4 separate regions of the Sus scrofa genome follow, and all the other regions are linked to region 4. The links are chromatin contacts, called in public Hi-C, HiChIP or PLAC-seq and promoter capture Hi-C maps. All regions are on one chromosome and are shown on one strand. The core of a region is the stretch at or near the end of the contact, and the rest is flanking DNA. Distances in the headings are between cores, read along the strand shown. Region 1 holds the start of FAM193A (protein FAM193A). Region 2 holds the start of C8H4orf48 (neuropeptide-like protein C4orf48 homolog). Region 3 holds the start of NELFA (negative elongation factor A). Region 4 holds the start of MXD4 (max dimerization protein 4).

Region 1 (6,166 bases), core at 897-3,396, 170 kb before region 4:
AGAGAAAATATCAAAAAGTATCGAAATGTTGTTTTGTGACACCTGCGACCTGTGTGTGTGCCCTCGCAGGTGTCTGTGTGTGTGCCCTCGCAGGTGGCTGTGTGCGTGCCCTCGCAGGTGTCTGTGCGTGCCCCCGCAGGTGGCTGTGTGTGTGCCCTCGCAGGTGTCTGTGCGTGCCCAGGGTGAGAAGGAACAAGTCTTAATCTATTTTTTATCTTATAGTGGGTCATGGCCAAAAACTCCGCATTTGTTAAGTTTAACAGAAAAAGACAGTCCTGTCAAAAATAATACTAGGCATACGGTCATCTGAGTTTGAAAAGCATGATCAGAATAGCACTAGGAGTTCCTGTCATGGCACAGCGGAAACAAATCCGACTAGGAACCATAAGGTTGCAGGTTCAATCCCTGGCCTCGCTCAGTGGGTTGAGCATCTGGCATTGCCGGGAGCTGTGGTGTAGGTCGCAGACAAGGCTCAGATCTGGTGCTGCTGTGGCTGTGGTGTAGGCCAGCAGCTGTAGCTCTGATGTGACCCCTGGCCTGGGAATCTCCATATGCTGCAGGTGTGGCAAAAGAACAGCAACTAAAAGAGGAGTTCCCTGGGGGTCTGGTCTCTGCACCTTCACCACCTGTGGCCAGGGTCTGATCTCTGGTCTGGGAACTGAGATCCCATATCAAGCTGCTACACGGCCAAGCCAACAAATAAAAACTAACTAAAAGGTTATTTTAGCTAAATATCGCAAAATAAGTGAGAATTATCAAAGCCTGAAATAATGTTATGAAAGGCCAGTGAAAGAATTTTTATTGCACCACCACCCTGCTTTCATTAAATCAACAGAAGTAGGTGTATTTTACATCCAGGTACAGCCAAGATTGTCAACGTTTTTGTAAAAGACCTACTTAGGCAGACGTCCCACCCTCCCCTCTCCTCCCCTCCTGCAGTAAACACTGCCCTTAATTTACACTCCACTGATGCAAATCCACAAGCCTCATTCTGGATCCTCAGAACTCCACCTGTTTCGCTCTCTAGTATACTGAGGAACGGTAACCTCCGGAGACGGTGAGGTCAAGGGCTCTGACCCAGGATCCAAAACAAATCTGACATACAATCTAAGAAAGCTCCAACTGCAGAGAGCACTCAAAACACTAAAGCATACACACACCTTGCTGCAAGTTCATACAAGAGCATAGGCATCAGAGAGCTATGGCACATGCAACGACTTCCCATGCACTCTCCCTGCACACCACTCCAACACGGTATTTATAATCTCGCATAAAACAACTACTGTCTTGGAACTGGGCACACAAATAAACACTCCTGATGAGGCTTTTGTCTGTTGCCTCTTGTTACTGTTGCAAACGTCTTTACCTAACAGTTCCAACTAGACAACTCTGGAAATAAATCCATTCTCTTTTAGGACACAACTCAACGGGTAGAAATGACTGCCAACGGCATACCCACGACCCAGTACTGCGTCTTGGAAAGTGCTGGGACCAGGAGAGGAATAAAAGTGGCAGCAATCCACAACTGACAGAGGCAGTGTGTGCCAGCTGCCTTCAAAAGTAAAACAGAAAAAATTCCTATTCAAATGCCTTAAGTTCAAGCCCTACATAACAGGCCTGAGTGACCAGACCACCAATTACCTCTAAAAAACTTTTAAAAAGCAGAGGATGCAGAGCCGGGGCCACCACCTCCAGAAGACTGTCAGGTGTCTCTCCAATGACCACACTGGAGAAGAAAAAGAAAACTTCCAGGAGACACTTTCGCAAGGGCGTGGAGGAGGTGGGCCCCGCCAGGGAAGCCCCGCTCGTCACCTGACTCCCAGTTCTTCGGGAATCGCACCCGAGCAACCTCAAGGACGAGCTCCGCGCCGGGCGACGCGGCACCACCCCCGGGCCCGTGACAGCGCCGCGCAGGTGGGCAGGCGGCGCCGCGCTCCTGGAGATGCGGCACCTGGCGCGCGGCAGCCCAGCCCCAGGCTCGGCGCGCCTCCCACCGGGGCCCGCCGTGCCCGCGGGAGGCTGTCAGGGCGCGAGCGGACCGCGGCCCCCGCCCCGCGCCCGTTACCGCGCCCTCCGCCCGCCCCCGCTTACCTCGAAGTAGCCTCCGGGGGCGGCGCCGCCCGCGCCCGCGCCGAGGGGCCCGTTGGCCGCCGCCGCGCCGCCCGGGGCCGCCAGGCCCGGGGCCTGGGAGCCGCGCAGCGCCGCCGCCGGGCCGGCCTTGCCGCTGCCCGCGCCGCCGTTGCCCCCGCCCGAGCCGCCGCCGCCGCCGCCCCGCTTGTTCTTCCGGCGCTTGGCCCCGCGCTTAGCGTCGGCCGGGCTCATGGCGGGAGGGCGGCGGGCGGGGAGGGCGCGGAGCGGGCGCGGGGCCGCGGGCGGCGGCGGAGGGCGGGGAAGGCGGGGAGGCTGAGGCGGCGGCGGCGGGGCGCTCCGGCCGGCCGCGGGCGGGGGGCGCTGCGCGGGGTCGCCTCCGGGCGGGGAGGGCCGGGCGGGCGGGAGCTGCGGGGCGGCCGCTGGGCGGGAGCAACGGCGAGTCCACCGGGCCCGGCGCCGCCGCTGACCAGAGTTAGAGTCCAATATGGCGGACACAAGGGGAAAGGGATCCCAGTTTACGTCGGGGGAGGGGGAAGGAGCGGCGGGGAGGGGGAGGGGTGTGGGCGCCCTCCCCCCCCGCCTTACTCCGCCCTCCGAGCGCCGCTCCCCCTCTGCCGCGCCCTCCCCTCCCGCCGTTAACGTGCGCCGGAGCGCAAAGCACGCTGGGACCTGGAGTCCACGCGCCAGCGCCGCCGCTAGGGGTGCCCGGCGGAGGGACGACGATTCCCGTCAGGCCGCGCGCGGTCGAGCGCCCAGACGCTGCGAGGGGCTGCGGCGGGGGAGCTGGAGGCGGCGGTGGCGTCACCGCGCGGTCGAGCTGCAAGCTCCGCCCACTCCGCAGGTCCTTCTGGGACTTGTAGTTGGGCGGAGGGGCCTGGCCAGCACAGGGCTGCGTCGCCCTCAGTAGGCGAACTACAAGGCTGGTGGCGAGGAGTTCCGCCTCTTTGACAGGCTCCCAGACGCCCCCGCGCCCCGCGCCTCTGCCGCGGGGTCTGCAGGCCTGGCCGGCCTGGCTTTCGGGACGCGCCGGGCGGGTAGCCCCGGATCTGACCCTCCAAGAAAGGCCCGGTGACCTTGGCCCGGCTGTGGGTTCGAGTCCGCATTCCCAACTGACTGGCTATGTGACCTTGGGTCGGGCCCGTCGCCCGAGCCCAGGTGACTCAATGGGACGAGAATAACCCGCCTCCGTGGGTTGGGCGAGTTCCGGAGGGCGTCTGGAAAGCGCTGGACCCGGCGGCGGTCGGTCGGGGTCCGCTCTGGGCCAGGGAACGCCGCGAGCCGGCAGACCTGGCAGTTAGCTTAGAACCCCCGGCCTGGAGGCGCCCTTCCGAGCTCGCCCTCTCCCTGCGGCCCCGTGCAGTCGTCGCCTGGACTCTTGGGGCCCTGCTGCCCTGCAAAGCACCGGAGCAGTCCAGCCATTTCTCACGATCTTGAACTCATCCACCGCACAGGCCACGAACCCCGGCAGACCCTCCCGGGCCTTCCAGTGGGGCCTTTCCGCCTGGACCCTCCTTCCTGGGCCCCTTGCCCATCTTCAACAAGCCCCAGGTACAGTTCTGCCCTAGACGGACCACAGGGGTTCTTTGCCTGGATCCTGCGCTCTAGAGGCCCCCACCCATCACAAACACCGAAGCACGAGAGACTTGTCTTGCCCCCTTTGGTTCCATCACTGGTTCTGGAGCGATGATACAGAGGAGCAGAGGCCCTCCATTTGCACTCTTGCCTGGGCCCCTCCCCAAGGGTTTGGACTGACCCTGCTGTTGAAGGAAGGCTGAGAGGGTGAGCGGAGATGCTTGCCTTAGCACTCTAGTGGGGGCAATGGTTTGGGTTGCCCCCTCCCCACACGGGCTGGGTCAGACATTGCCCGCTCCCACAGCCCCTGTGCTGTTCGCTTATCAGAACACATTGCGCTGAATTGAGATTCTTAGTGTTCAGCAGCCCCCCAGAAAAGTCAAGTCTTAGGGGGCAGGGACTCGGGGAGGCATAGGAGTGTCTACCTCCTGCACCTCTGCATCGCAGCTCCTGCCAGGCAAGAGCTGGGCACACAGCAGTCCAATATTTGCTGGATGAATGAATGACGTAATAATGATCATTTGTCAAGCATTTACGCCCCAGCCCCTCTGCCTGCTGCTGTATCATCTCACCCACACAGCCATTCTCAGGATGTGCACCATCAGCCTTATGTTATGGATGCGAAACTCAAGTCCATAGATGGTGAGGGATTTGCTCAGTTACCCAGATAGTCAGAGGCAGGGCCCAGATTCCAACTCAGATGTGGCTCAGGTACAGCTGCTGGGTTCCAGCAGCCCACAGTTGATGTCAAAAGCTCTTTTGGGGACAGGGGAAGCCTCTCTGAGGTGAGCTGAACCAGAGCCACTCACTGTAGAACAAAGGGTTTTCAGCACTGCAAGACTTGAGCATGTCCCAGGAACCGACAAAATCAAGATTGTGTTTTATACTAAAGGCAGCTGAAAGCCATAGAGGGTTTTGAGTAGGGGCTGTCATTGTAGGATGTATGATTTGAGGAAACTGGGGCTGTTAGGTTGAGAATGGACGTCAAGGGAGCAGGATGGGCGGGCGGGACACGTGGGACAGCCTCGAGGGGAGTAGAGAGGGTGGTCCTGGCAGAAGTTATGAAGCAAAGGCATGACCCAGTGGTTCTCAACATAAAATCATTATCCCCCCTAAGGAAAAAGTATCAAGACATTAAGGAGAAAATACTAAGGAATAAGATTTTATTTGGTGGAGTTGAGCTCAGGAGGGCCGTAAACCACTGTAGTATTTAAGACTGGTTCCTCTCCTTAAGAATCAGTTTTCACCCCATTGAAGGACGTGTTAGTCAGTGCTCTCCGGAGAGACAGAACCAGTGGGAAGTATATGTATTGTATGGAGTCGGCCCACACAGTGATGGCGGCTGACAAGCCCCAAGGTCTGCAGTCAGCAAGCTGGAGACAGGGGGGCCAGTGGTGTAGTCCCAGACCAAGTCCCAAAGCCTAGAGACCAGGAGGGCCAGCGGTGGTGGCAGAGTTGAGATGCAGCAGGTTTGAGACTGAGGAGATGATGTTTCAGTGTGAGTTCAAAAGCTGGGAAAAATACTGTCCCAGCTCAGAGGCCCTCAGGCCACAGGAGTGATCCTTTAGTTCCATTCAGGCCTTCAGTGCGAGGGCAGTCTCCTGCTACCCAGTCTGCCAGTGCAAGCCTTAAGCTCATCCTGAAACACTCTCAGCATGTACTTCCAGAATCATGGTTTTTTTTTTTTATCAGGTCCACACCCACGGCATATGGAAGTTCCCAGGCTAGGAGTCCAGTCGGAGCTGTAGCAGCCAGCCAATGCCAGATCTGAGCCACGTCTGCAACCTACACCACAGCTCATGGCAACGCCGGATCCTTAACCCATTGAGCAAGGCCAGGGATCGAACCCTCATCCTTGTGGATACTAGTTGGGTTCGTTAACCACTGAGCCACGGCAGGCACTCCCTCAGAATCAGGTTTAACCGTCTTAAGCATGCTATAGTCCAGCCAGGTTTACCTAAAATAACCATTCACAAGAGAATGCAGGACACAGGGCCAGAAAGGTCTTTGTAAGTCTCAGAAGTAAAAGCAGGAATTTTCTGGTGGCTCAGCAGGTTAAGGAGCCGGCTTGGATCTCAGCTGTGGCACGGGTTTGATCCCTGGCCCAGGAACTTGTATATGCCATGGGCACAGCAAAGAACAACAACAAAGGAAATGCAGCTCAGTCTGGCAGGAGCACAGGTAGTCACAAGGAGGGGTGAGCAGTGGCTTGGAGAGGATTCAGGCATGGACCCGGCCACCCAGAACGCTCATGGTCCTGGACAACTCTTAGCCACTTGCAGGAAAAGGCAGCGTGTGTTGGATATTTTCGTAAAAGTTTTATTACTCCCCTTTCATGTAAATCTTCACCAAGACATGAGTATGTACTAGTAACAGTACAATTTTATAAGAAAAACTAGAGAAGTTCATTATCTCCCAATTCATAACCAGGGAGCATTACATAACAATGAATCATTACCTAGAAAGCCTTTTCTAATTTCTGGCTTTATCAAGGCTGCAGAAA
Region 2 (6,621 bases), core at 1,976-4,475, 160 kb after region 4:
TCCACTCCGGCCCTGGTGTGGACCATGCCCGAGAGGGCCTCAGCCCACACAGAAGAGCTGGGGAAACCAAGGCCCATCCGGGGACTCCAGGGGCAGCGACGGGGGGCTCTGGGGGCCAGAGCAGGGACGCAGGACATAGACACGACAGGCCAGGTGTTTATTGGTGAAAGAACAGTGCCAGTTGAGGGTCCTCAGCGCCCAGCCGGCCAGCAGGCACACAGGGCCCGGCGCTCCGCCTGCAGCAGGAGAGTCTCCGTCTGAAAAGCAAAAAGGGGCCCTGAGGGAGCTGCAGAGCTGTCCCCCAGCTCCTGGCTTCCCCACCCCACCCCACCCCCAGCTCCTGGCTTCCCCACCTGCGCCCCCCAGGTGGTCCTCCCTCCACCTGCTCCCCCCAGCCCTGCAGACTGTGACTGCAGGGGACCCTGTGCTCCCTCCAGGCCTCTGCCCCAGGGCTTCCCAAGCCCTCTCTGCACGGCTAGAGCCTCTGGGTTTGTGCTTGCACTGCAGTCCCCCCCACATCCTTAGACCTGTTCCTCTTTCAAATTATACCCCCCCCAAGGGATCCCCCTGTTCTCTAACTCCTCCCCTAATCTCAGGCTCCCAGAGAACACTACAGGTCTCAGAGTGGGCCCTCAGGAATTGGCCAGAACAAGGGACCAGGGTGGGGCTGCCCTTCCTTCTAGGTCTGGGAATGCTCTCCCTTTCTCAGGACCACAGACCTCCATCCTAAGTGAAAACTCCCTTGGCTGCGCACAGCAATAGGGTGGGGGACTCGCTGTTCACTCCAGACTGGGGACACCCGGCACTTCACGCACCCAGCACCTCGAGCACCCACCCCTCCCCTGATGAGCCTCGGGGTGGGGAACCTCTCAGACAGCTGTGCGCAGGCTGCCCAATACCCCTGCCGCCTTCCGACTCCTCTCGTTCCGCCTCGGTGTCCCCTCTGCCCACTGGGCCACATCCCCCACCTGGGGGACGTTGGACGGGCTGGCTGTCCTTCTCTGGGTCTGGATGGTGGTCACCAGGAAAGGGTCGGGTGAGGCCTTGGGGAGGAGGGGGCCCCTCCCTCACTGAGGCTGGAAACAATATGGGGGGGCATTTGAGGTGAGCATCCCTCCACTCCCTTGCGAGGCTCACCCGCGCGTCCAGGCTGTAGGCCGTCTTCCGAAGGTCCTGCAGAGCGCGTTGCATGAACTCGAAAGCGTGGCAGTCCACGCACGGGCGGCCTGCGGGTGGGGCGCGGGTCAGGGCGGAGGCGCGCTCCCAGCCCTGTCCCACCCGAGCAGCGGCCTCTGTGCGACCCCCAACTCCCACCCAAGGGGGCGCGCGCGGGGACCAACCGCGGAACAAAGGCGAGCCACGCCCCTCCCGCACGCCCGGGTGGGGTCAGGGCCCGCGGAGACCCCTCCGCATGCGCGCGCAGCACCTACTCTGTGCGGGGACCGCGCTCCCGGCGGCGGCGGCGGCGGCGGCGGCGGCGGGTTCGGCCCGGGCCTGGACGCCCAGCAGCGCGACACTCAGTAGCAGCAGCAGCAGCAGCAGCAGCCGCGATGACGACCTCGGGGGCCTGCACGGCGGCGAGGGGGCCATGGCCGAGCGGAGGGAGCCCGGGCGGCCTGCAGCAGCGGACGGTCAGCAGCGCCGGCCCCTCGGCCCCCGCGCCCCTCTAGGCAGCGAACCCCGACTCCGAGCCCAACCCCACCCCTCACCCTGGAGGTAGGGCTCGCGAACCCCCACACCCCAACCTCCCAGGACAGGCGGACCCACCTCCAGGGCCCCGCCCCCCGGGACCCGCGTACCCCCGCCCCGCCCACCGGGTCTCGCGACGCCCCGCCACATCGGGGCCCCTCCACCCCCGCCACGCCCCCCAGGCCCAGCGACTCCCTCCCTCTCCCGCCGCCGGAGCCCGGAGAACCCCCACCCCGCCCTTACCGCGGTTCGGGGACCCCGCGACAGCAGAGCGGGCGACTCGGGAAGACGCGCTGCGTCCGGCGCGCACGCGCATGCGCCCGGACCCCGCCCGCCGTCGTCATGGAAACCCGGGGACTGCGCGAACCGCTAGTTTAAAGGGACCCAGGCGGCTCCCTGTCCCGGTTCCTCGGCCCCGGCCCGGGTCTGCGCCTGAAGCACCGTCAAGCCCGCAGGCGATGGAGTCGGGAGGGCCGCCCATAGGAGGCGGCGCGTGGACAGCACCTCCAGAGCCGCCGGCGGCGGGAGCAAAGCCGAGGAAGCGGGAAATCTGCCGCTGGAGCTTGGCGATCCTTAGCCTTGGGGTGTCCCTGAGCTGATCCCAGGGAGTGGCTCGATGCATGCCGGGGACTGAGGGCCAGTGAATGCAAAGGCGGGGCCTCTGCTCCTAGGCCGGTGGAGTCCAGTCGGGAGGGACTGGGGCCGGGAGAGGCTGCGGCCAGGAGCGCCCCAGGCAGGTGGGCCCGTGGGGTTCCCCTTTCTCCGCTCCTCACTCTGGCGAGAGGGGCAGGGGAGAAGCCCGGCGGCCTTGCAGGTCCCTCTCGTCTCTCTGTGCCCTAACACCTATTTGCCGCATAGCCCACCCTGCTGCACGACCCCGGAGGGGTCGCTTGGCCTCTCTGTGTCCTTTTCTCCTCCGCGGATGCACAAGGGTGTTGGAGGCAAAGAGCCAAGTGAGGTCCCCACGGGCACCCCGATGCACGCGGGCGTCAGGTTTGCCAGCCTCACGCGTGCGGGGCAGACTCGGTCCCGCTGAGAGGGATGGGCTCCACTTGGCGTCTACTTGGCCTCAACAAGGCCCAGCCTGTTGCGGAGGCTGCGACCTTCCGGGAACGCGCCTAGGCCCGCGCCCACGCCAGAGTTCCAGAGCGCCGGGCAGCGCCCGGCCCCTTGCTGGTGTGCAGCGTCGAGCCTAGACGTCCTCTGTCCCACACCTGGGCCTTGAGTCAGTTGTCGCCCCCTCGCGGGTTTGCTGCCTGAGGGGGTGGTGCCCTGTGACCGCCTCTCTCTCCTCCCCGTGGGGCTCAGGGGCAGGCTCGCGCTGCAGCCCGGGCCTGGATCCCGCGGCGTCCGGAAACGCGCGGGGTCTGGGGGACTGCGGCGCGATCCCGGACGTGCGCATTTCCTGGCTCTGCATCCGCAGCCCTGCGCCGGGGTCTCGCGGTCGCAGCCACCGAGTGGGGCGGGGCGGCCGGCCCTGCGCAGCCGCCCCGCGGGGTCACTCGCTTGGGACGTGCGCCCGAAGGACGCCGTCCAGCACAGGCTTTTTTTTTTCTTTCTTTCTTTTTTTCCTTTCCTTTTTTTTTTTTTTTTTTTTTGGTCGTCTTTTGGGGGCCGCGCCAGCGGCATGTGGAAGTTCCCAGGCTAGGCGTCAGATCGGAGCTGTAGACGCCCTCCGTCACAGGCACAGCAATGCTGGATCAGAGCCTCCTCTGTGACCTACACCACAGCTCGTGGTAACTGGATCATTCACCCGCTGAGCGAGGCCAGGGGTGCCCAGGACGGAACGCTCAGGCTCCCCCCCCCCACGCGTCAGTCCAGGCTGCCTCCAGCTGGGGGCGGCTCCCGCCGCGCCCTCCCCTCACGCTCTCAGGGCAGAGCTCGGGCGGCTGGGCTGGGAGGCGGAAGGCCCAGCGACCGGCCCCGGAGCCCTCCCGCGCCCTATCCGTCGGAGCCTTCCTTCGCCCGCCTCCCTGGCGCTCCGGGATCCTCTCCGCCTCACTGCATCCCACGGTCCTCCTGACCACCGCCGCCCGCGCACCCTCGAGCCCCTGGCCGCATCCTCGGCGCGACCAAGCCCGGTTCCCAAGGGGGCTGCACCACCGTCTGGGGCTGCAGGGTGGACCCTCAGCGCTGCCCGGGGCCCGAGGGCCGGGCCTCTCCTCCTTTTCCGCCCCCCTCCCGCGCCAGCGCCAGTCCCCTCCCCCCAGCCTACCTCCTCCTCCCTCTGGCTGCCCAGGGCACGGATTTCCCTTCTCCACAGGCCCTTTTCCTCAGCAAACGGGCTGCGACTTCTTTCTTGTCCAAATAAAACCCACGGGTGAGCCCCTTGCCCCCGTCATGGCCTCTCCTCCCTGTCCAGCTGCTCCATTTTTCTCTCCTAAGCCCTCACCTGTCCGGCTCACCTCCCACCCTGCCGTGACACACCTAGCGACCCAAGGACCGGACCCCGCCCTTCCTCCCCCGCAGGCGCAGCTAGCCCGTCCTTCACTCACACCCTCCCCAGGGCCATGTCCTTTGTGACTTTGTCCAGTCACAGCTGTGAAAACCAGCCGCGGAGCTCCAGGTGCCCATGTGCCCACGCCCAGCTGCCCCGCCCCGGCCGTCTCCGCTGGGAGAGAGCGCGCAGCTGGAGGTCAGCCCGATCTCACCCTCCGCCGAGCGCCCTCCTCCCCCCAAGACGAAAGTCAGCAACTGCCCCCGGCCCCTCCCCACCTCCCTCTGTCCCGGCAGACACGCCCACCAAACCCACCGCGGCCTTTTGGAAACACTGTGTGCCCACCCTCAGAGCCACCAAGCCCGGGTCCACACGCCCCCCCCCCCCCCCCGCCTGGGCTCTTGATTCTGTCACCGTCACCCTGTTGCCCACACCCTTGTGGTCCAGTCTCCTTACAACAGCCGGAGGGACCATGCCTACCTTCTTTTTTAAATTACAGTAAAATATACATCACATAAAATACAGCACGGTCACCACTGCTAGGTGTCCCGCTCAGTGGCATGAAGTGCCCTCACGCTGTGCAGCCATCAGGACTGCCCGTGCCCGGAACCGTTTCATCTTCCCAAGCTGAAACTCTCCCCGGGACACACCGGCTCCCCGCCCTCCCTCTCTGGGCCCCTCATACCCACATCTACTTCCTGTCTCTATGGATCGGACTCCTCTAGGGACTTCAAATAAATGTGACTGCACAATATCTGTCCTTGCATGACTGGCTTTTTGCCCTGAGCAGTGTCCTCAAGGGTCACATACATTGCAGCAGGTGTCAGAAGTCCCTTCCTTCACTTGTTTTTCTTTTTTGACCGTCCCACAGCATATGGAGTTCCTGGGGAGCGAACCCGTGTCCCAGCACTCCCAAGACGCCACCAATCCCATGGTGCCACAGTGGAACTCTGCATTTATTTTTTAAAGTGCTACAGCACCCGAGACAGAAATTCCGGGCCAGGGATCAAATCTGAGCCACAGCCACAGCAGCTCGGGATCCTTTAAACCACTACACTGGGGGATTGAACCTGCACCTCCACAGCGACCCAAGTTGCTGCAGCCAGGTTCTTAACCCACCGTGCCACCAGGGAACTCCTCATTTCCTTTTTTAAGGCTGAATAATATTCCATCGTGTGGCTGGGCCACATTTGGTTCCCTCTCATCCATCCATGGATACTGGGGTGCTGCCGTGTTTTAGCTGTTGTGAGTAATGCTGCTCTGAAGGAAGGACCTTTTCTGTTCCCCTCAGACACTGCCCTCTCTGCTCACAGCCTCCATGGACCCCGTGTCACCCCAGTGACAGCCCAAGCCCTGATGTGGCCAAGAAGCTATCTAGCTGCCCACCTCCCCTCCCACCCCTTCCCTGCCCACCCCATGCCCGCCACGCAGCCTCCTTGCCAGGCTGCCCCAGGGCCTTCCCTCAGGCCGGGCCCACGGCTTCCTCCTCCCTCCCTTGAGGCTCCAGTCAAATTTCCTTCTCAGTAAGAGCCAACCCACCCATCCTGCAGAGTGAGGCTGCCCCCAGCCACCTGTCTGGTGGGCTCAGGTTGCCATAAGACACAGCCTGGGCGACTTAAATATCCTCAGTCCTGGAGGCTGGACAGTCAAGATCAAGGCTCTCGCCAGTCTGGTTTCTGGGCTCAATTCCGGCGGCAAGCAGCCGCCTTCCCGCTGAGAAAGCACCGGGAGAGCAGAGGCAGGGAGCAGGCCTCCCGTGTCTCTTCCTAAAAGGACACTCATGCTGTCAGATCAGGCCCTGCCCCCTGCCCCCCGTTAGCCTGTTTTCTCCTTTAGGGGACCCCATCTCCAAGCACCCCATCTCTGGACGTGAGCGCAGAGGGTGGGCAGAAACAGGCTAGCACCTCCCGGCCCTTCCCTGCGCTGCTTTTTTCATTTTCCTCCTCTCGCCCTCCAACCCACTGATATGCTTTATTAGACATGCCCGCCCTCCTCGTGCCCAGAGCTCTCTGGGTGGGGTCAGTTTTGCCCCGGGCGATACTTAGTAATACCTGGAGGCACTCAGAGCAGAGGTGCTACTGAATCCACCCGGCGGCGAAACGCCCTGCAGCGCAGGACCACCCCACCAGGACGCTCTGATCTGGCCCCAACTGCTCTGTGTCGTCTCACCGGGTGCTCGAGGCGTTTGCTCCCTGCTGCGTCCGCAGCACCCGGAACCACAGTCGGTGCTCAGAGGATGCACAGAAAGTGTGGCTGCGTGAAGGTGGGGCCGCGTGAGCCGGAGGCAGGCCTGTGCAGGGAGGGGGGCCTGGACCAGCGGGAGGAGGGCACCGCGGAGGACGCTGGCGGGGGGGGGCCGGGGCGGGGGTGAAAGGGCGCAGGGAGAACGCGTCCCGGGATCGGCGCTGTCGGGCGGGAGACTGCAGAGCCGCAGTGAGCAGGAGGGTGGCTTCCGCGGTGACGCCCCGGAGGTCTGGGAAGGAAGCCCCGGGACC
Region 3 (6,298 bases), core at 1,323-3,822, 180 kb after region 4:
TAAAAGGTTGACTGAAGTGTAGTTGGCTTAATGCTGCGGTGATCTCTGCTGTACAGCGTGACTCGGTTACACATGCACACACGCCCACACTTCTTCAGACTCTTTTCCCACAGAGACGATCCCGGAATGCGTCGATTTGCCTGTGCGGTACAGCAGGTCCACACTGGCCAGTCTTTCCATAGACAGTGTGCACAAGCCAGTCCCAAAGCCCCAGTCCATGCCTCGCCCCCCCCATAAGTTTTTCAAAGTCTTTGAGTCTGTTTCTTGTTATTCAAATAAGTTCATTGAATCCTGTTTTAGATTCCACATACGAGCGATAGCCTACAATGTTTGTCCTTCACTGTCTGACTTCACTTAGTTTGATCATCTCTGGGTCTAACCACGTTGCTCCAAACGTCATTACTTCATTCTTTTCTTACAGCCGAGTAATATTCCATTGTATGTAAGTACCTCATCCATTGTCTTGGCTGTTATAAATAGTGCCGCTATCAGAATTCCGTCATGGTGCAGTGGAAAAGAATCCAACTGGGAACTATAAGATTGTGGGTTCAGGAGTTCCCGTCGTGGCGCAGTGGTTAACGAATCCAACTAGGAACCGTGAGGTTGCAGGTTCGGTCCCTGCCCTTGCTCAGTGGGTTGACGATCCGGCGTTGCCATGAGCTGTGGTGTAGGTTGCAGACACGGCTCGGATCCTGCGTTGCTGTGGCTCTGTCATAGGCCGGTGGCTACAGCTCCGATTCGACCCCTAGCCTGGGAATCTCCATATGCCGCGGGAGCAGCCCAAGAAATAGCAACAACAACAACAACAACAACAAAACAACAACAACAAAAAAAAAAGACAAAAAGACAAAAGATTGTGGGTTTGATTCCTGGCCTTGCTCGGTGGGTTAAGGATCTGGTGTTGCCATGACTTGTGTCTGTCATAGATGAGGCTCGAATCTCACCTTGCTGTGGCTGTGGTGTAGGCTGGAGCTACAGCTGATTAGACCCTAGCCTGGGAACCTCCATATGCTGCGGGGGTGTGGCCCAAAAAAAGACAAAAGACAAAAAAAAAAATTGCTTCTGTGAACATTGGGGTACGCATATCTTTTCAAACGATGGTTTTCTCTGGATAGATGCCCAGGAGCGGGACTGCTGGATCAAATGGCAGTTCTATGTTTAGTTTTCTGAGGACTCTCCATCCTGTTTTCCACAGTGGTTGCACCAATTTACGTTCCCACCAGCAGTGTCTTCTCTCCACACCCTTTCCAGCACTTATCGTTTGTAGACTTTTTTTTTTTTTTTTTTTTTTTTTGTCTTTTGGTCTTTTGTTGTTGTTGTTGTTGCTATTTCTTGCCGCTCCCGCGGCATATGGAGGTTCCCAGGCTAGGGGTTGAATCGGAGCTGTAGCCACCGGCCTACGCCAGAGCCACAGCAACGCAGGATCCGAGCCGCGTCTGCAACCTACACCACAGCTCACGGCAACGCCGGATCGTTAACCCACTGAGCAAGGGCAGGGACCGAACCTGCAACCTCATGGTTCCTAGTCGGATTCGTTAACCACTGCGCCACGACGGGAACTCCTTTGCAGACTTTGTGATGATAGCCATTCTGGCTGGTGTAAGGTGGTGCCTCATCGTGGTTTTGATGTGCATTTCTCTAATCATGAGTGATGCTGAACATCTTTTCATGTGTTTTTGGCCCTTGTGTGTCTTTGGGAAAATGTGTTTAGATCCGCTGCCCACTTTTTGATTGAGTTGTTGGTTGGATACTGAGCTGCAGGAGATGCTTGTATGTTTTGCAGAGTAATCCCCTGTCCGTTGCTTAAGCTGCGAATATTTTCTCCCATTCTGTGCGCTTTTTGTTTACGGTTTCCTTTGCTGGGCGAAACGTTTAACTAGGTCCCATTTGTTTACTTTTGTCTACGTTCATTACTCCCTAGGATTAATTTTTGATGATGAAAACAAGTTTCGTTTAACCAACACAGAACTGTCCCGGAATCACCGACACTGAAGTCCAAGACCTTTACGACACGTAGGTTTCCTAGAAGTAAGCGCGCACCCGTCAGCGTCTGCCACTTCCTCGCGTCGCGGGCCCCGCAAGGCCTCGCTCTGCACCCCCGGCGCCCGGGCCAGCGCGCGGCACGGGGTGGGGGTCTGCCGGGGGACCGCGAGAGCTGCCTCCCGCTGGCTCTTCGCGCAGGATCCCCTAGGCGGCCTCCTGACCGCGACCTCGGCGCTCCTAGTGGCGCAGGCCCCCGCCTCTGGGGCCCCGCGGAGGACAAGCCGACCGGGGCCTGCCTCCTGACCGCCGCGGGACCCAGGCCACGGCTTCCCCCGGCCTGCGCGGCCACCACGCGCAAGCGCCGGTCCGGAGCGGCGGAGGCGGGTGCCCTGGCCAACCGGCGCGGACCGGCGCCTTCGAGCGCCAGCCCTGGGGGTCGCCCGCCCCGTGACGTCATCTTCCGAGGCCGTCCAGAGCCGGCCGCGGGCGCCGCCATGTTGCGTTACGGCGGCCGGTGCGCCCCCCCCCCCCGGCGCCGCCACGAAGCGTCTCGCCGAGGCCCCGCCCCGCCGTCACGTCACGCGGCTCGCCGGGCGGGCGCCGCCATGTTGGGGGTCCTCGTAGCGAGCGCGTAGGTGTCCTCATAAGATGCCGGCTCGGCGGCGCCCGGCTTTTTTCCCCCCAAGATGGCGTCCATGCGGGAGAGCGACACGGGCCTGTGGCTGCACAACAAGCTGGGGGCCACGGACGAGCTGTGGGCGCCGCCCAGCATCGCGTCCCTGCTCACGGCCGCGGTCATCGACAACATCCGCCTCTGCTTCCACGGCCTCTCGTCGGCCGTGAAGCTCAAGCTGCTGCTTGGGACGCTGCACCTCCCGCGCCGCACGGTGGACGAGGTGAGGCGGGCGGCGGGGCACCCTCCGGGCCCCTGGGACCCCGGCCGCCCCGGGCCCAGCGAGCGCGGCGGGCCGGGCCGGGCCGGGCCGGGCGCGCGGGGCGGGCCGGGCGCGCGGGCCGGGGCTCGGCCGCCGCTTCCCCTCGGGGCCCCGCCGGCCGCCGCTGCCCGCCGCGCGCTCGTGCCGCCGAGGGCGCGGGTCTGGCGCCCTTGCCGTCCGGCCCTTTCCCGTCTCGGCGAATTCATCGCGTTTGCGCGGAGGGTCGAGGCTGCCGTCGCCCCCCGAGCGGCCAACGCGCCCTTCGCCGCAGCCTCGGGCCGTTCCCGGCGGGGCGTCGGTGGCGGAGCGCTTCCCGGGTCGGACCCGCGAGCGGGGCGTCGAGCGCGGCGTGTCCTGCGTGGGCGGGTGGGCGCGCCCGTTCCTTTGGCGGCGGGGCCGCCCCCGTCGGTTCTCCGAGGACCGTGTGGTCGGGCGTCGCTTCCTGGGGTTCTTCCTTCTTCGGGGTTCTTGTGACTTGTTTGTCCCTTTTTCGTTCGTTTTTGTTTACGCCCGAGGGCATGCGTTCCACTGCTTTGGCGGAGTTTTACGATATTTATTTTGTTTTGTCTTTGAGGGCCGCACCCGCAGCAGGTGGAGGTTCCCAGGCCAGGGGTCTAATCGGAGCTCAGCCTCCGGCCTGCACCGCGGCCGCTGCAACGCGACCCCCCACGGCTCCGGCACCACCGGACCCTAACCCGCCGAGCGAGGCCGGACTGACCCGCAGCCTCACGGCCCTCGTCGCATTCGTTAACCGCTGAGCCATGATGGGGACTCCCTTGTGAAAAAACAGATTTTGGGGGGCTTCTCTGTGGCTCGAAGGACGGAGGATCCTCTGTCACTTCGGCGGCTCGGGTCCCTGCTGAGGCGAGGGTTAAACCCCTGGCCCCTCAACGTCCGCACTCCAGGGGGTGCGGCCAAAATAAGTACAAGTTAACACATACGTTTTGAAGAGCAGTCTTTTTTTCTTTTTTTAGGGCTGCACCTGCGGCACATGGAGGCTCCCAGGCCAGGGGTCCCGTCGGAGCTGCAGCCGCCGGCCTCCGCCAGAGCCACGGCCACGCGGGATCCGAGCCGCACCTGCGACCCACTCCCAGCTCAGGGCAGCGCCGGGTCCCGGACCCACAGAGCCAGGCCAGGGGTGGAACCCGCATCCTCGTGGGTAGCCGTCGGGCTCGGTACTGCCGAGCCCCGGCGGCAACTCTGAGTAGCGGTCTTCCTCACTCAGGCGTGCTCTGCCTTCCTTCCACCTGTGTGTCGCCCCCGCCGCCCCCTCGGCACGTGGAACGTCACTGGCCAGGGGTCAGACCCCCCGGCCGCAGCCCGAGCCGCAGCCGTGACCCCGCGGGCTCCGGCGGGTGCTGCTGGGCATCCGCTCCGGTGGGTGCTGCTTGGCATCGCTCCGGTGGGTGCTGCTGGGCATCCGCCCCGGTGGGTGCTGCTTGGCTGTCTTCGAGATCTTGGGCTGCGCAGACGCCCTCACTGTGACTGAACAGGCGTGCACCTCCGGTCTCCCCTACGGTTCCGGCCAGTCTTCTCTTGTTGAGGCGATGTTTCCCGAGGAGGCAGAGGAAACTCCCTCTTGTCTTGCCAGAGGCACAGTTTGCCTCTCACCTCTCAGAGCCTTCCTGGAACTCGGCCTGGGATGCATGTGAGTTTGTTTCCCCTCTGACGTGTTTACTGACCATGCCTGACCTGTGTTCGTGGCCAAGGCTGGAAACAAGCGGACGCTGTCTTTGGCCTAAGCCGTCCCGAGCTTGGCCTCGCGCAGGTGTCCGCAGTTCGTGGTGCTCGGGAAGCGAGGGAGCAGGCCGGGGAGAAGCAGTGGCGACACCTGCTTCGTGACGACACACAGCCCGGCTTCTCCTCAGGTGGAGGGACGGACAGGTGTCCTTGGGCTCTGCCGCCACCAGGGCCCCCCAGGTGCTCTGCTGACCACCCAGCCCCCTGCTGAAAGCGCGTGTGACCCTGGCCTCAAGCCTCCCCAGCTCCGCTGTTGGGGAGACTCGGCTTCGGGAGGGGTCCCCAGGGACCCCCTTGCTCGCCGCAGGTCAGGCGTCCTTTCTCCTCAGCTCTCCCTCGCCGTGCCTTCTGGCTCCACTCCCACCAAGAGGTGAGCCTGGCTCTCAGGTAGCCAGTGCGGTCGTTGTAAGTACGAGTGAATGCTGGGTTTTTCCGATGTGCAGAATGTCTGTGGACACGTGGTTGCCACTTCTACAGGACGCGTGTTCCTGAGGGCGACCTAACTTGTCGCTTTACCTGTAGGATTATGGTGATGTTTTGAATGGAAATGTTGTGTCTTTTTTTTCATTTCCTTTTTTTTTTTTTGTCTTTTGTCTTTTGGGGCCGCACCCTCAGCGTATGGGGGTTCCCAGGCTAGGGGTCTAATTGGAGCTGCAGCCGCAGGCCTACGCCAGAGCCACAGCCACGCCAGATCCGAGCCGCGTCTGCAGCCTACACCACAGCTCACAGCAACACCGGATCCTTAACCCGCTGAGCGAGGCCAGGGATCGAACTCGCATCCTCATGGATGCAAGTTGGATTTGTTACCGCTGAGCCATGATGGGAGCTCCCGGAATCGTTTCTTCTGAGTGTTTGGCCGAACTTAGTCGTGAAGCTGTCAGGACCTGGATTTTCTTGGCGGGAAGATGTCGAGTATTGGTGTTTGATGTTACGTTTTTTTGTTTTTTCGGTTTCGTCTTTTTAGGGAGACTCCGCGGCATGTGATCTTGAGTGGAATTGTCCAGGTGCTGTATATTTTCTGGCGATTTGGCGGTTTCCACTAGAATTTCACATTTATCAGCATCAAGATGATAACATCCTCGCGTCTTTTTTAACATTGGAAGCATGTGTGGCGATGTTCCCTTTTTCTTTCTTTTCTTTTCTTTTTTCATTTTTGGCCACCCTGAGGCGTATAGCGGTCCCAAGCCAGGGATCAGTCTGAGCCACAGCTGTGGCCTAGGCTGCAGCTCTGGCAGCGCCAGATCCTTTAACCACTGTGCCAGGCCAGGGGTCAGGCCTGTTCCTGGTGCTGCGGAGGTGCAGCTGACCCCGTTGCACCACGGTGGGAACTCCTCTTTTTTTTTTTCGTCTTTCTGCCATTTCTTGGGCCGCTCCTACGGCACATGGAGGTTCCCGGGCCCGGGGTTGAATCGAAGATGTAGCCGCCAGCCTACGCCACAGCCACGCCAGATCCTTAACCCACTGAGCGAGGCCAGGGATCAAACCCGCAGCCTCATGGTTCCTGGTCGGATTCGTTAACCACCGCGCCTCGACGGGAACTCTTTTTTCCATTGATTCGTCTCACCAGGTGGCTGTCACTCGTACAGGACTTCAAAGTGTCATAACTTTTAACTTCGTGTTTTCTGTTGCACAGTTTTTGT
Region 4 (6,709 bases), core at 2,252-4,751:
CTGATGACCGCACAGGTCATCTCTGTCCCGGGGCCCCACAGACCCAGAACCTGCTTGCAGGTTGCTGTCTGGACCTGCCACCGCCCCAGGTCTAAGGAGCAGCAGCTGCGGACTGGGGCTGGATTCCAGTCCTGACCCCTCCTCTCGGCCTCCTGCCCAGAACGTTGGGGCTGGGGACGCTGGTGGCAGCAGGGATCCACCCCAGTGACTGATGGGACAGGAGAGGAGGTGGGTCCAGGCCCCGGTGACCCTGAAGGTGTGAGAAGCAGGTTCTGGAGGAGGCAGGGCCTCGCACACCTCCTCACCCTGGGAAGGTGCGGCTGAGCTGAGAGCCACGAGCACGGCCCCATCGCAGTGTGCAGGGTGGCTGGGCGGGAGGGAGGGCAATCCTGGGTCCAGAGAAGGGGAGCCAGGGCCCAGTTGGCGTGGGGGAGACTAAAGAGCAGGCTTCTGGAGGCTTCCTCCCTCCAGGTCTCCTCAGAGAGATCCCGCACAGGCCCCAGGGCTGGGGGGAAGCCAGCCTTCCCCAAGTGTCTGGCCAGGAAGCCTGCCTTCCTCCATGTGCTCAAGGCGGGTACAGCTGGGGAAGCTGAGGCTGCGCTGGGGGCAGTGGAGGGTCCCACCAAGTGGCCCCTGCCTTCCAGCCAAACCCTAAATCCCTTCTGGATTCAGGCCCGGCTGGGGCTCTGGGGCAGGCGTGGCTTGCCCGTAGGGCGAACACTAGAGGCAGGCCGTGGGGACACGTGGGCTGGTCCAGGAGGGAGGCAGTAGAGGGGGGGAGGGTGCTGAGGAGGGCAGGGGAGGTCCAGGCCCCGTCTAGGGCTCTAGACAGAGGTAACAGTGGGAGCCCGGGTTCCCAGAGGGAGGAAGCCTGAGACGCCTGTCTCCCCGTCCCCAGCAAGGACTCTGCTGGCCCCCAACTCAGACAGGTCCCTACAGGAAGATGTGGGGGAAGTGGGGAGGCGGTGAGACGCTGGGCCAGGCCTGGCTCAGAGAAAGCTCCCCGGAGGAGGTGATTCAACCCTGCTGCCCTCCAGAACTGGGCCCAGGGGTGGCATCGCGCCCATGTCTGCCCCAGGATTGCCCCTCCCACCTGGGGGGGGGTGCCTCAAGACCCTGTGTGGAGGCTTGACGTCGGTGAGACCATCCCCCCCATAGATCCCCCACAACACACGCCCCCGCAACCTCGGCTCTGCATGCTCTGGGCGCTCTGGGCTCCCGGCCGCAGGGCCCGCCCCGAGCAAGGCGTGGCTGGAGGACACGCCGGTGGTTCCCACTGCCTCTCTCCTTCCCCTACCCACTGCCTTCTGGCCCACACGTTGCCCCCCGGAGCTGCCCCCTCGGTCTGGGACCCAGATGCTGCACCCGCACCAGGTCCTCTTTCTTGCCCAGCCCCTCACTCCCACCACCAGCCAGGCCCCTTCTGGCCCCGCTTCCCCAGGGAACAGTGGCGCCCACGCTCACAGGCAGTGTGGACCATGCGGGCACTGGGAAGTGGCCTGTTCCCAGTGTGGCTGAGGGAAAGGTCCCCCAAATAGCCCAGATGCAGCCCAAGGCAAGATGGGGACCCCCCCCCCGCCTCCTCTCAGGCCAGGAGGCAGCTGGCACAGGCTTCTGTAGTCACACCTGGGCACCATGCTGTCCACTGTGCTACAAAGCACACCTCATGCCCCACAGCAGAGAGGAGGGTAGGCGTCCAGCAGGTGCACTCACACAGGCACAGGTTCTGGCTTTAGGACAGGGACCAGCAACCCAGCCCTCACATAAGCAGGGAACACCCTGCCTCCACTACCCCAGAGCCCAGAATGCACCCGGCTGTCCCCGAGCTTGGTGTCCTCCTTGACCTCGCTCACAGGTAGACCTGGAGGCCACAGCACCCAGCTCTTGAGAGGGACGCTGCCCTGGCCCTGGGTGGCTGTGGGGCAGGAGCAGAAGGGGCAGGGGTTAATGCTGTGATTTTAATGTCCATGCAGGGCTGTCTAATGGCAGTTTCCAAGTCCCTCACCGGGTCCTGCCACCCTCTGGGGGCACACGTTCCTAACCCCATTTCTCAGGTCACCACAGTGGTGGCTCCCACCCCTGCAAGTTGTGCTGGACCAGGAGGTGGTTTGGTCTCCATGCCGAGTCACTAGCCCTGGCCAAGCATATGGGAGCACTAATCCATGGGGGAGGCAGTGGGGGGGGGGAGGGTGCTGGGGAGGGCAGGGGTGGCTGGGAGACCCTGGGGAGTCCCTAACCTCAGGATTCCCAGCTCTGTCAGTCCTTCTCGAAACAAGGAAATGCATATAAAGCTTTCAACAGGCCCTCAGGCTGAAACTGTGAGGTTTTTAGTTTTGTCCTGTTGTGCTGGCAGCAGCAGAGTGTCTGTGTTGGAGGGGGTGTCCAGCCACCTTGCACCCCAGAATCTCCAGCTAGCTGGCCCCCTGTACAGGAGCTCCCAGGCCATCAGTCTCAACGACCAGTGAGAGGGAAAATTAAGGAGGCCTGTGGCCAGTCTGGGGCTGCCCCTAACCTGCCAGTCCCTGCTCCAATGGGGCCAGCTTAGGGTCAGGCGTCACTAGGGCCACCTGCCAGCCCGCCAGCCGGGAGCTCTCGCCCCTCCCACGAAGGGCAATTCTCTTCCCTAGAAAGCGCTTCCATGGCCAGAGGGGACAAGCGCTCGCCTCTTGGAATGTCCCCACCCTTTGGGCCAGACAGGAGCACGCAGCCCTCCACTCATGGGAGCCCTGCGGCGGCAGATCTTGGCACCCTTCTCTTCTCACATCCTTCCTTCAGCCCTAGGGTCCACTGGGCAGCTCTGAGGGACCCCTGCAGCTCCGGGCCTCAGTTTCCTACTGAGATCCTCCGTCTAGGCCCCTCTTCCAAACCCTAGCCTTTCCTGGGATCGCGCTGTGTCCGACGAGGAGGGCTGTCGTTTTGCAGCCCCACGAGAGACCTCCGAGGAGACCGCGAGGCCCCGAGCTTCCGCGAAGCCAGTTATGGCAGCAGGCCCGGGGCGACAGGTTCCTGTGCACGGTGTGTGCAGATCCGGCGCACCGGCGGGGTATTTGGGATGCTCCCTGCGCCCTAACGGGCCCTGGCTCGTGGCCGGGCGGCAGGCGATCCCACAGCCCTCTGCTTCCTCTCGGCAACGCGTCCGGCCGCAGCGCCCTCATTGGCTGCGCGCCCCGAGGCCGGCCATTGGTCCGCCGTGCCTATTTTACATAGACCGCTCTGGGCCAATCGGCGCGCGGCGCCTACTTAACATGCACGCCTGCCGCCAGTCAGCGAGCGCGGGGGCCGGGCCACCACGTGCTGTTGCTAAGCTTGGGCTTCTAAATTGTTACTACCGCGGCGGGCCTATCGGAACCGAGCTTCGCATCTGTCAACATTCTCGGCCCGGCCCGAGGCGTTCGGCCGGCTCCTATTGGCCCCGACCCAGTCCGGTGCCCGCCCCCGGAGCCTGATCGCCGACTCCCATTGGTTGTGCCGGCCGCCGCTCGCCCTTATGTGTCAATTTGAGGGCCCGAAGCGGAGGGTGGCGGCCGAGCGCGCTAGGAGTCCGCGAGAGTCGGGGAAGTGGAGCCGCAGGGCGCGCGGGGCAGGCGGCGAGCGGAGCCGGCCGGAGCGGGCCGGGCAGCGGCCGCCGCCGTCCCGGAGCGCGCACGCGGGGTGGGCGGGAGGATGGAGCTGAATTCCCTGCTGATCCTGCTGGAGGCGGCCGAGTACCTGGAGCGCAGGGACCGAGGTAGCGCCTGCGCCCCTTTGTGCGCCGGGCCGCGGGCGGGCGGGCGGCGGCGGGGCCGGGACCCGGGCGGGGGCCAGCTGACCGCGCCGTCTGTCTGCAGAGGCCGAGCACGGGTACGCCTCGGTGCTGCCCTTCGATGGCGACTTTGCCAGGAAGAAAACAAAGGCGGCTGGCCTGGTGCGCAAGGCCCCGAACAACAGGTACTACCCCCCGCGCGGCGCCCCCAGGCCCGGGGCTTACGCCCCGGGAGCGCCCTCCCCCGGCCCGACCCCAGCCTGTAGCCCGGCCGCCGCCGCTGCACGCCCCGGCGGCCAGCCTGGAGGAGGAGGCATGCCCGGGCCGCGACAGCCCCTCCCGGCCGGCCCCGCCCGCGCCGTCGCCATCTTCCCGCGGGCCGCGCCTCCTCGGACTCTCGCGTAAACAGTGCCACGCGTACAGCGCCCGCCGCCCGGGGTCTCCTCCCGCAGTCGCTCCCCGCCCCCAAGTTGTTCTGTACTTTTCCTGGCAGGAAAAAAAGTTGTCAGGGGCGCTGGCGGATCCCCGGTGGGTTTAGGGAAACTGAGGTTTGGTGCAGGGCAGCGTGGGGCTGCTGGCCGCGACCTCTGCCCCCGCGGGCGGGTGGGCTGCACTGTCTCCAAGGACCGAGCCCCGCCACTGGACTGAGTCCTCCCACCCCAGGGACCTGCACAAAGAAGTGTGGAAGCCCTGCCCTGGGCCTTCAGCCCTCGCACGGTGCCCACCGCTCCTTCCCAAACTCCTGACACAAGTGAAACTCCAGCGACCCGTGCGGGGGGAGGGTGTCCCCTTCTTTGGGTCAGAAGGCCCTTTTTAAGGGGGCCGGAAGAGCTTGTGGGGCCACGTGCAGCAGCCTCTCCCAGTGCCAGAGACCCCTCTTCTTGCTCTGGCCTTGTACCCTGGCTGTAGGCGCCTGAACGTGGGGGTGCATATCCCTGGGTGGCAGTGAGGACCTTCCGGTAGGGTTTCTGTGGGATTACACTCTCCTGGCCGCTGTGGGGACCACGGCACACCTGGCACTGCCCAGGGGCCCACTTTGGCCCTGGACCATGTCACCAGGCTGGGAGCTGCCTTTCCAGGGGGCTTTGGGGCCCCTTGGCAGAGGGCGCGGCTCATTCCTGTGGCGTGCTCATTCTTGGGAAACAGAAAGGCTGGCTCAGGGACCCATCTCCTGTGACGTCCTGGCACCCTCGGCCTGGCAAGCAATTGATTGAGGCTCCATCTGCTCTGGCTGGACGTGCCTCTAAGTCCCAGCCCCTGGTCGCCTGTTGGGGACCGTTTGGTGGGGGACACCACTGCCTTAGGTGTCCGTGAGCGAGCCAGGCCCCTGCTGTTGGTTCTCACTGTGCCAAGCACCCTGCCACCCATGGAAAACTTGGGCCTGTGACCTTTTCCTCCTGTGGCATAGGGTACCCAGGGCCCATAGCTACCATCATAGCTGAGATTCTCATGCAAATGCTAATTAATATTCATCCAACCCCACGAAGGAGGTGGTATTTTTATCTCTATTTTAGGACCGAGGAAACTGAGGCATTGACAGATTGAACTACTTGCCTGGCCACCCTCTCACCTCTGGGTGGGATCCTGGCCTCGTACATTCTGCTGGGATGGAGACCCCAGGGCCCTGGGAGGGTCTCCCAGACCAGGGGGCACCTCCCCCTGCTTCTCTGGATAGAGCCCAGCTCCCCATGCTTCGGGCATATCCCGAGGCTCACAGGAGGCCCCACGTGGCTGTCCTGGCCCAGCGAGGCCTCAGCCAGCCCAGGGGCCAGGGCAGGGCAGGGCCCAGAGGACCCAGAGCTCTGGCTTGCCGGCCAGCTCCGCACCTCCAAGGCTTCTGTGTCCCCAGAAGGAGGGGGAAAGGGGTGGGCACAGCAGGGAGTAGGATGAAGTGTGGGTAGTGGGACAGAAGGGCAGCGTGTGTTGGGGAGACAGCAGCCACCATGTGGGTGCCAGGGCTACAGGAAGGGCCTTGGGGCAGGGGTGCAGCAGGAGGGGGTTGGAACCAGCCTGCCAGGGATGAGGTCCTGGAAGAGAGCTCCCACCTCAAGAGGTGGAGTGAGCAAGCTGTGATGCTGGAAACATAGCCCCGGCCAGGGAGCGCCTCTCCTCCCCAGGCCTCCATGCTCCTGGGACCCATGCGACACACTCCCCCGCAAGGCTCCTCGAGTGCCTAGACCAGAGAGGAGCATCAGGAGGGCCCCGGGCCCCTCTGTAACCCCTGAGCAGCGCCCTCTCTCCAGAATGGGGTCCAGCCCGGCCTGCGAGGGCCACTCTGGTCCGCTGCTCTGCACTAAAGGGCACTCGCCGACCCACACGTCGCCTGCACGCGAGCTGACCTGCAGATGACAGCACGGGCGGTGGCTCAGGCCAGCGAGGGTCCTGACGGCTGTGCCCCCCACCCCCGCCCCCACCCCCAGCCCTGGCAGAGGTTCTGAGGCTCCTTGCCCAGCCCGTGTGACCAGCAAGCCCTCGAGGCCCTGGACGTTCTCCTGAGGCTGCACAGGGAGGCCCAGGAGCCGGCTGCCCTGGTGGGAGGAATGGAGGCCCAAGCCCCCTCAGTTGTGGGGCGACCACCAGCCATGTCAGGTGGAGAGGCAGGCAGGGTGGGCAGTTCCAGGGCTGGGGGGTGGGAGACGGCTCGTGCCGAGTTCCTGTGGCGGCAGAGAGTGAGGACAGGCAGGCCGAGGGCACAGAGGCTCCAGGAAGGAGTGAGGGGTGGAGGGCGTGGGGTTGGTCTGGGCTCCACCGTGGCCTGGGCCCTCTGCTCACGTGGGAGGCAGCCTGGGCAGCCCAGGACCCTGCCTGGACTGGGAGGGTGACCGGGAGCTCGGGGCTTGGCCGCACCGCCTCCCTGTCCCGCCGGGTGCCTGCCGTGGTCCTGCTCGCTGTCGTCCTCAGACACTGGGCTCCTGTCAAGGGGCCGGGAGGGCAGGGTGTGGGCAGCAGACGGGACTGCCGGCCCCA

The links. Promoter capture Hi-C pulls out the DNA fragments that hold promoters and counts their contacts. Hi-C and Micro-C count contacts between places; a contact is called where the count stands out from the background. HiChIP or PLAC-seq counts read pairs in DNA pulled down with a chosen protein or histone mark.
Region 1: a Hi-C map of liver shows a contact between it and region 4, with 3 times the contacts expected there. The contact joins the promoter of FAM193A here to the promoter of MXD4 in region 4. A contact is called at or near these places in 1 of 5 promoter capture datasets (liver) and 3 of 47 Hi-C or Micro-C datasets (heart right ventricle, liver and skeletal muscle).
Region 2: a contact with region 4 is called in an H3K27ac HiChIP or PLAC-seq map of skeletal muscle, with 5 times the contacts expected there. The contact joins the promoter of C8H4orf48 here to the promoter of MXD4 in region 4. A contact is called at or near these places in 2 of 47 Hi-C or Micro-C datasets (embryonic fibroblasts and liver) and 1 of 2 datasets of contacts at active chromatin or transcription factors (skeletal muscle).
Region 3: a contact with region 4 is called in a promoter capture Hi-C map of fetal liver, with 3 times the contacts expected there. The contact joins the promoter of NELFA here to the promoter of MXD4 in region 4. A contact is called at or near these places in 3 of 5 promoter capture datasets (fetal liver, fetal skeletal muscle and liver), 1 of 47 Hi-C or Micro-C datasets (heart right ventricle) and 1 of 2 datasets of contacts at active chromatin or transcription factors (skeletal muscle).

The regions. Positions count from the first base shown.
Region 1 is chr8:1,384,422-1,390,587 of Sscrofa11.1, reverse strand. FAM193A (protein FAM193A) reads right to left here and starts at 2,146. Exons shown (of 22, transcript XM_021100934.1): 1 at 2,092-2,146. LOC102159054 (a long non-coding RNA gene) reads left to right here and starts at 2,807. Exons shown (of 3, transcript XR_304717.3): 1 at 2,807-3,870.
Region 2 is chr8:1,051,719-1,058,339 of Sscrofa11.1, reverse strand. C8H4orf48 (neuropeptide-like protein C4orf48 homolog) reads right to left here and starts at 3,225. Exons shown (of 4, transcript XM_003128813.5): 1 at 1,933-3,225; 2 at 1,431-1,616; 3 at 1,138-1,226; 4 at 137-257. The coding sequence starts at 2,005. The coding sequence ends at 192.
Region 3 is chr8:1,035,365-1,041,662 of Sscrofa11.1, reverse strand. It overlaps NELFA (negative elongation factor A), which reads left to right and starts at 2,572. Exons shown (of 12, transcript XM_003128808.5): 1 at 2,572-2,879. The coding sequence starts at 2,670.
Region 4 is chr8:1,213,599-1,220,307 of Sscrofa11.1, reverse strand. MXD4 (max dimerization protein 4) reads left to right here and starts at 3,501. Exons shown (of 6, transcript XM_003482330.3): 1 at 3,501-3,727; 2 at 3,828-3,927. The coding sequence starts at 3,664.